Regions from separate parts of the Ovis aries genome. Here region 1 is linked to region 2. Evidence: chromatin contacts called from public Hi-C data. All regions are on one chromosome and are shown on one strand. Each heading gives the region's core, a stretch centred on a gene start, on an enhancer-like site or on the middle of the called end of the contact. The rest is flanking DNA. Distances are from core to core; before and after follow the strand shown. Region 1 has its middle 73 kb from the start of CYLD. Region 2 holds the start of SNX20 (sorting nexin 20).

Region 1 (3,786 bases), core at 95-2,594, 130 kb before region 2:
ATCTAGGGTGGCGTTTCTCAAACACACGCAAAGCGAGTGCAAGACTCATTCAGTGGGGCGGAGGGGGAGGTGTTCAGAGTGCGCTGCCAGGGCTGCCCGCTGAGACGTGATCCTGTAGTTCTGTGCGGGCCCTCTGCACCTGCATTCTTAAGGCCCCGGATGACTCCGATGCAGTGGTCCACAAACCACTCTTGGGAAACACCGATGAGAGTCTGGTTGATTTTCATGCTGAGACCCTGACAACTTCCACTGTCGCAAAGTTAGTTCAGTAGCTGTGCAGCTCACCCTGAGAGTCTTTCCTCTGCACTCCGGACCCCCAGAGAAGAATGTTTCTAACACAGAGACGGAGAAGGCCGATGGCACCCCACTCCAGTACTCTTGCGGGGGAAATCCCTTGTTCGGAGGAGCCTGGTAGGCTGTGGTCCGTGGGGTCGCTAAGAATCGGACATGACCGAGCAATTTCCCTTTCACTTTTCACTTTCATGCACTGGAGAAGGAAATGGCAACCCACTCCAGTGTTCTTGCCTAGAGAATTCCAGGGACGGGGGAGCCTGGTGGGCTGCCGTCTATGGGGTCGCACAGAGTCGGATACAACTGAAGCGACGCAGCAGCAGCAACAACAAAAAGAGAAACACATACCAATCTAGGGGCTTGACATCAGGACCCTATGATTTACTTACTTTCTTCCCATTAAGCTAGGGATTGATTGGTAGGCTATTTTCTTGGCAGGTCCCCTAGAGAAGCGCTCACACCAGACCTTACGTCGTTCCCCCAGCAGATGGCACTAACTCATTTTAAATACCGTTTGTAAAAGGAGACTGAACACTCAACACAGATGGAGAGAAGAGTAAAGGAAAGACCGAGACAGAGGACAGTCACAAGAAGAAACATCACAGAGAGCTTAGACCTTCCTGGGTGTAATTTGTAGCCTTGACTAACTGACACATTTGTTTAAACAAAAAATCACCTGCTGCTTCCCAAACCTGGGAGCTGGCTGCGGGGTTCAGTTCAGTTCAGTCGCTCAGTCGTGTCCGACTCTTTGCGACCCCATGAATTGCAGCACGCCAGGCCTCCCTGTCCATCACCAACTCCCGGAGTTCACCCAAACTCTTGTTAGCTGGGAGTTAAGACCTAGGACGGTCACATAACCTACTATGACCACAAGATGGCGGTGCTGCACCAGGAGGACCAGAGGCATAGGAACAGTTAAATCTTAAAAGGCAGTAAAGAGACTGGAGAATATGTCATGAAAATAAGATCGTGGAGGGCAAAGAGAGGAAGAGACATGTTGGTTAGATTGCAACTTGTCTCTCAAGTTCTCTATTATGACAATCATCACTACAGCTGCTGCTACCAGCGGCTGCCGTTTACTGAGGGGTTACCGCGTACCAGGCTGTGATAGGCAGTCTGAATGTATACAGTTTCGAGTTCATCAGGCCTTATGAGGGAAGTTTCACGATGTCTCCACTTCTGAGAGGAAGCATTATGTGGGGAACCAGAAGCCGAGACCTCTTGTATTTTCTCAAAAGAGACGAAGACACTGATCTGATTCTGACCACATCAACAATAGTGAATGGCATGGCTTCTATACATAAAAAGCTGTAGAAAGTTCCTTCTTTCATTGAGCAAATAGCTGAGTACCTACTCGTGCCATGCCCTGTTCAAGGTGCTAAGGAAAGAGAACTGAAGGAACTGAAGGAAAAACCCTGCTTCTAGTGCAAAAACAGACCTTGATAAACCACTAGGTCCCAGGAGAGGTGCCTCAGGGGCAAAAAGTGCCTGCAGGGGCATTTTAGAGGATGTTGGTGCTGAGCTGGACCTGGGTCCCACCGGCCCACAAAACCAGTCCTTCAATTTTCAGGAATTCCATGAGTCAATTCTTTTTTTTTTTAATTTATTTTTTAATTGAAGGAGAGTTGATTTACAGAATTTTATTTCCTGTCAAACATCAACATGAATCAGCCATAGGAATATAAATATCCCCTCTCTCTTGAACTTCCCTCCCATTTCCCTCCCCATACCACCTCTCTAGGTTGATACAGAGCCCCTGTTTGAGTTCCCTGAGTCATACAGCAAATTCCCATTGGCTATGTGTTTTACATATGGTATCGTAAGTTTCCATGTTACTCTCCGCATACATATCACCCTCTCCTAAAACACCCATTATTAGTGTTAAATTATATAAACTTACAATTAAGTTATATTTTAAAGTTACCATTAAGTCTTATTTAAAACTCATTCCTTCCTAATTATTTTACATGTAACAGTTATCTATTGATACATACACTTCTTCCCTAAAGGACCAGATAGTAAATATTTCAGACTCTACGAGGCATACAGGGCCTATCATAACTACTGAACTCTGCCACTGGCGCATGAACACAGCCAGAAGTATGTCATATGAATGGGCATGACTGTCTTGAAATAAAATGTTATCAGAAACAAGCGATGGGAACTTCCCTGGTGGCTCAGCAGTGAGAGTCTGCCTGCCAATGCAGGAGACATGGGTCTGATCCTTCATCCAGGAAGATCCCACCTGCAGCTAACCACCTGAGCCACAGCTATTGAGCCTGTTCTCCAGAGCCCGGAAGCCACAACTGAGTCCACATGCTGCAACTGCTGACGTCCGAGTACCCTAGAGACCCTGCTCCGCAACAAGAGAAGCCACAGCATTGAGAAGCCAGCACACCGCAGCTAGGGAGCAGCCTCCACTTGCAGCAACTAGAGAACAGCCCGAGCAGCCACAGAGACCTAGCACAGCCAGGAAAAAGTACAGGCAAGGAGCTGGGTTTGGTCGCCCCCGCCATACTCAGCGGTATGAACTGAGGTCTGCGCTCAGCTGTTTCTGTCTGCACGGTGGAAGCGCTATGTACTTGTGTGCTAATCCCAGCTGCATCTCTTCTAAGCACCACCTTCAGGGATGTCACTGGCAGCTTGCAGTCAGCCACACTGAGAGTATTTACACCTCAAAATTGGCAAACACTACAGATCCAGGCTTGCTTTCTCCCTGGAGAGCTGGCTGTTAAACACTTACCAGCACACCAGAGGCCAGTGTGGTCTGAGAAGGCCTCTCTGGGGACGTGACCTCTTGCACAGGAACCTGAAACAGGACTTAAGTCTTTCCTGCGGCTGCCTATCCCACCCCCCAGGGGTAACATACAGGGCGTAGCTTGGAAGTAGATCTCAGCAAAACAGTCTACATTTCGCAGAGGCCAGAAAGAATAAAACACACACTTGTTTAAAATACAGAGATTCCATTACTCAACTATAAAAAAGAACACATTTGAATCAGTTCTGCTGGATGAACCTAGAGCCTATTATACAGACTGAAGTAAGTCAGAAAGAGAAAGCAAATACTGTATATTAATACATATACATGGAATCTAGAAAGAAAGTACTGATAATTCTATTTGCGGGGCAGCAAGGAGGCACAGACAAAGAACAGGTGAGGGAGGGAGAGGGTGAGATAGCTTGAGGGAGTAGTGTTGAGCGTATACATTACCATATGTAAAATAGATGGCCAGTGGGAATTTGCTGTTTGATGCAGGGAACCCAGAGGTGTTCTCTGTGACAACCTAGAGGGATGGGATGGGGAGGGAGGTGGGAAGGAGGTTTAAAGGGGAAATGGCATATGTATACCTATGGCTGCTTCATGTGAGTGTATGGCAGAAACTCCCGCACATTGTAAAGTTCAGTTCACTTCAGCCGCTCAGTCGTGTCTGACTCTTTGCCACCCTATGGACTGCAGCACACCAGGCCTCCCTGTCCATCACCAACTCCTGGAGT
Region 2 (3,890 bases), core at 1,320-3,819:
CCAGAAGAGGAAGCAGTGGCTTCTACACACTCATTCCCCACGATTACTGGTTGCTGGGTGAGAGGCTCACAGTGCTGCAGAAAAGGGCTCAGAGTCTACCCTGGCATCCAGAGATCCCAGGCCTAGAACTGGACTACGAGAGGAGAAGAGATGGAGTTCCAGCCTCGTTCTGTACAGAGCCTACATCGCCATGACACACCAGGCATTCCCTGCGGCAGTGGATGGCGCGGCTGAGGGAGATACGGCCCGGCACCCACGGGGCTCGCCAGCTAGCAGGCCAGAGGCATGCTATTCACGACCCAACTCCTGAGACCCTGCAGGTGTGGATGCTCTCTGTATAACAGCGATGGCGCTGCAGAGCAGTTTATTTCAATAAACAAGGCCAGTAGGTGAACACGAGGGGAAAAGAAAAACACATTGGACCTCCTACCTCACACCACACACACAAAATCTGCTTGCTCTAAGGGTATTCAACAGCGCTAAATGAGAAAGGCGAACCAGAAATGTTTGTAGAATAACAAAAATTGCTTGTGTTTGTATATTACTTGCTAGCTACCAGCATCGTCCTAAGTGCTTTGTGCATCTTACGTCATCTTAAGCTTCACAGCTGTTGCAGAAATAACCATAAAGAACAATAAAGGAGCAATGTCCAAGGTCTGTTCAAGTCCGTTGCTTGAACAATATCCAAGGTATGGCGTTGATTGATATGGTTGAACGCTTTAAAGTTGGCAACTTCTGTTTCTCAAGGGACCTCATTATAGAGGGAACAAATGCAAACCATAGGATGGGAAATGATACTGAGACGCACATGTACCTAATCATCACATAAAAGATATCAGGGAGGAAAATAATCCAATAAAAAAAATGAGACACGGACTTGAACAGGCCTTTCACCAAAGACAATAGAAGGATGGCAAATTAGCCAATGAAAAGATGCTCACACTCACCAGTCATTAAGGGAAATGCAACTTAAAACCATGGTGAGATACCGCTGCAAACCCACTGGAATGACTGGAAAAAAAAAAAAACTGACCATACTAAATGTACATGAGGATGCGAAACTTCTAGAACATTCCTACACTGCTGGTGTGGCTGCAGAATGACACAACCACTCAGGAAAAGGGTTTGGTATAACTGAGTACAGTTGAAGCCATTTATACTCTGAGACCCAGTAACTTCAATTTAGATATACCTGCCCTTGGATGAATGTGCAAGGATATTCCCAGTGGCACTGATCATGATGGCCCAAACCAGCAACCACCCAAATGTGCATCTACAGAAAAAAAAAAAAGGATAAATACTGAGGTATTCAAATAATGTAGCAATATAGCAGGGAAAATGAAAAAAAAAAACTTTAGCTAAACACATACAGACTGATTAATCTTATCCATAGAAATGCTGAATGAAAGAAGCAAGGCCTATAAACAGTATAAACCAAAGCTTATAAACAGTATGGGTAGTTCAGCTTTTAACTCAAAAAATTAGTAAAAGTTGTCTGAGCTTTTCTAGCGGCTCGGTGATAAAGAATCCGCCTGCCAGTGCAGGGGACGCAAGTTTGATGCCTGGCCTGGGATGCCATGCTGCAGAGCAACAAAGCCCGTGTGCCACAACCACTGAGCCTGTGCTCTAGAGCCTGGAAACCACAGCTACTGAAGCCTGTGCACCCTAGAGCCTGTGCTGTGCAACAGAGAAACCACGGCGATGAGAAGCCCCCGCAGCAGTGAAAACCAAGCACAGCTAATACATAAATAAAGTGAGTAAAATGAAACTTTATTGTCTGGGGATCTGTTAGTAGGTGATAAATTACAAAGAAAAGCAAGGAGCTTACCCCCATCAGAATCAGGACTGGGGAGGGGGAGGAAGAGACACGTGCTGGACTTAGAGGGTGGGGGAGGTGCTGGCAAGCCTTTACTTTTTTTTGTTTGGCCCCAGCCTCCTGCCCTCTGGCCACAGCACTGTGGCTATAAATCACACCACTGCCCAGAGGTTTGGCCTCCCTGGTACTTTGCATCAGCTGTGTGGGATGCATCTTCTGCTAGAGACAGGCACTCTGAATCTAACCCCCCACGCCCTTCATCTGGCCCTGCTCCGCATCCCACCAGCTCTCTGCTCCAAACCTCAGTTGCCTCATCTGTCCATGAAGCAGGATGGCCCCCACCATGCCTAGCTCATTAGGGTAGGACGTGCTGTGCTAAGTCGCTTCAGTTGTGTCTGACTCTGTAAGGCAACCCCATGGACTGCAGCCCACCAGCTTCTTCTGTCCATGGGATTGTCCAGGCAAGAATACTGGAGTGGCTTGCCATTTCCTTCTCCACTAGGGTAGGATAATGAACATTAAAGAGCTTTTATCCAAATGCTAGAGGTTGTCGAGGACCCTGAGGGTCTGCCAAGCTGCTGCAAGGCTGTGGGAACTGAGATGCAGGCCCGCCGCTACCTCCCAGATCCTGCCCAGAGGGGCAGCTCAGTCTATCAGCCGAGTTCATTACCTACCGTCTCTCATCAGCCAATCAGCAGGGGCGACAGGGAGCGGGTCACACAGCCTATTTCCTGTTTTCATACGGGGAACTTAGCAGAGCGGCAGCCACTGACCTGCTCAGCCCGAGTTTGGAATGGAGAGCTGAAGGGGGCTGTGTGACACGTCTCCAGGACCCCTGGACACGCGCAGGACCAGAGGCCTCAGGTCAGTGTCTGATCCCAAGCTCAGCAGGCCTCTGCCCGCTTGTGACCCTGAGCCACTTCCTCCTGTGACCAGCCCTCGGTACCTCTGGGGGGCAGGGTGGGAGGGGGTAGGGCTGGTGACAGATACACGGGGCTCCCCTCAGATATGAGGGGCTCCCCTTAGCATACTGGAGCAGCTCCTTGACCCTCCATCACCCCAATTCCTTTTGAAGTGCCAGGCGCCTCTGCACCCCTTCTTGAGCCTGGGGAATATGCCACCACACCTGTGTTTCTCAAAAAGTGGTGTCAGGGAACACTTGTCTCAGCACAGCCCTCGGATCTGGATCAAAATGCAGAATCCAGGGCGCACCCCAGAACCTATAGATGGGACTCTCTGACTTGGAACAGGAAGTCTGCTTTTTTTACAAGCGTTTGACACCTCCACCCCCATCCCTACCCCCGAGGAAGCTGCAATTGTGATGGACGCTTACGTTCGTGAGTATGCTCGTCCAAGGTCCAGGATCTGCTGCTTCCTGGATCAGACCAGGGTGCTTTGCTCTGCTGGCCTCTCACCCCTGACGGAAAGCCCCCTGCAGGCCCTCAGAGAGGTAGCGTGGGCTCTGAAGGGGGCCCTGTGTGCCCATCAGCATCAGAAGACCAGCCTGGAGGGCGGTCCTTGGAGGGAGAGGAGATGCTCAGGGTGCCTGGGAGGGAAGGAACAAGGAGATCGCTCCTGGGAGCTGCATGGTGGAGGGGCTGGGACTCTGCTGTTCGCTGGGCCACTTACAGGCCCCCAAGCCAAGAGCACCAACACTTGTCATATTTTATTGTAAAGTCTAGACATCTTTGCTCTGTGGAGTGGGGAGATGGGAGGGAAGGGCCCACAGAACCCCATATACAGCTGTCCCCCAAAGAGCTTTTGGAGTGACAGGACTGCTTTCCCCACTTCATAGATGGGGAAACTGAGGACTAGAGCCTCCGTGGATGCAGCCCTTGCCACTTTCCAGTCTCAGCCCATCCCATAAAAGGAAACCTCCAAGAGTTAGCTTTGGCTGCTGAATTTGATTTTTATTCTAAGCCTGTGTTCATGCTCAGCTTTCCCAGGTCTTTTGTGGAATGCCCCACCAAGGCCATCATTCCTGGGGTCTCACGGGGTCGCTGGGCAAACAGTGTTTCTGACCTAGCACCAGCTGCCTGAATAAGACAGCAGAGCTAGATCAGGGACCACTGAG

Evidence for each region. Hi-C and Micro-C count contacts between places; a contact is called where the count stands out from the background.
Region 1: a Hi-C map of hypothalamus shows a contact between it and region 2, with 6 times the contacts expected there. The contact joins the enhancer-like site here to the promoter of SNX20 in region 2. A contact is called at or near these places in 14 of 16 Hi-C or Micro-C datasets (blood, hypothalamus, liver and 7 more).

The regions. Positions count from the first base shown.
Region 1 is chr14:18,731,374-18,735,159 of ARS-UI_Ramb_v3.0, reverse strand. No RefSeq gene overlaps it. Among named protein-coding and RNA genes, the nearest start is that of CYLD, 73 kb to the right of the region's middle. Within about 2 kb of position 1,344, at least 11 of the 54 cell types and tissues checked have an H3K27ac peak or open chromatin away from gene starts, as enhancers often do. A contact at or near this core is called in hypothalamus, where this site is marked.
Region 2 is chr14:18,600,346-18,604,235 of ARS-UI_Ramb_v3.0, reverse strand. It overlaps SNX20 (sorting nexin 20), which reads left to right and starts at 2,569. Exons shown (of 4, transcript XM_015100433.3): 1 at 2,569-2,680.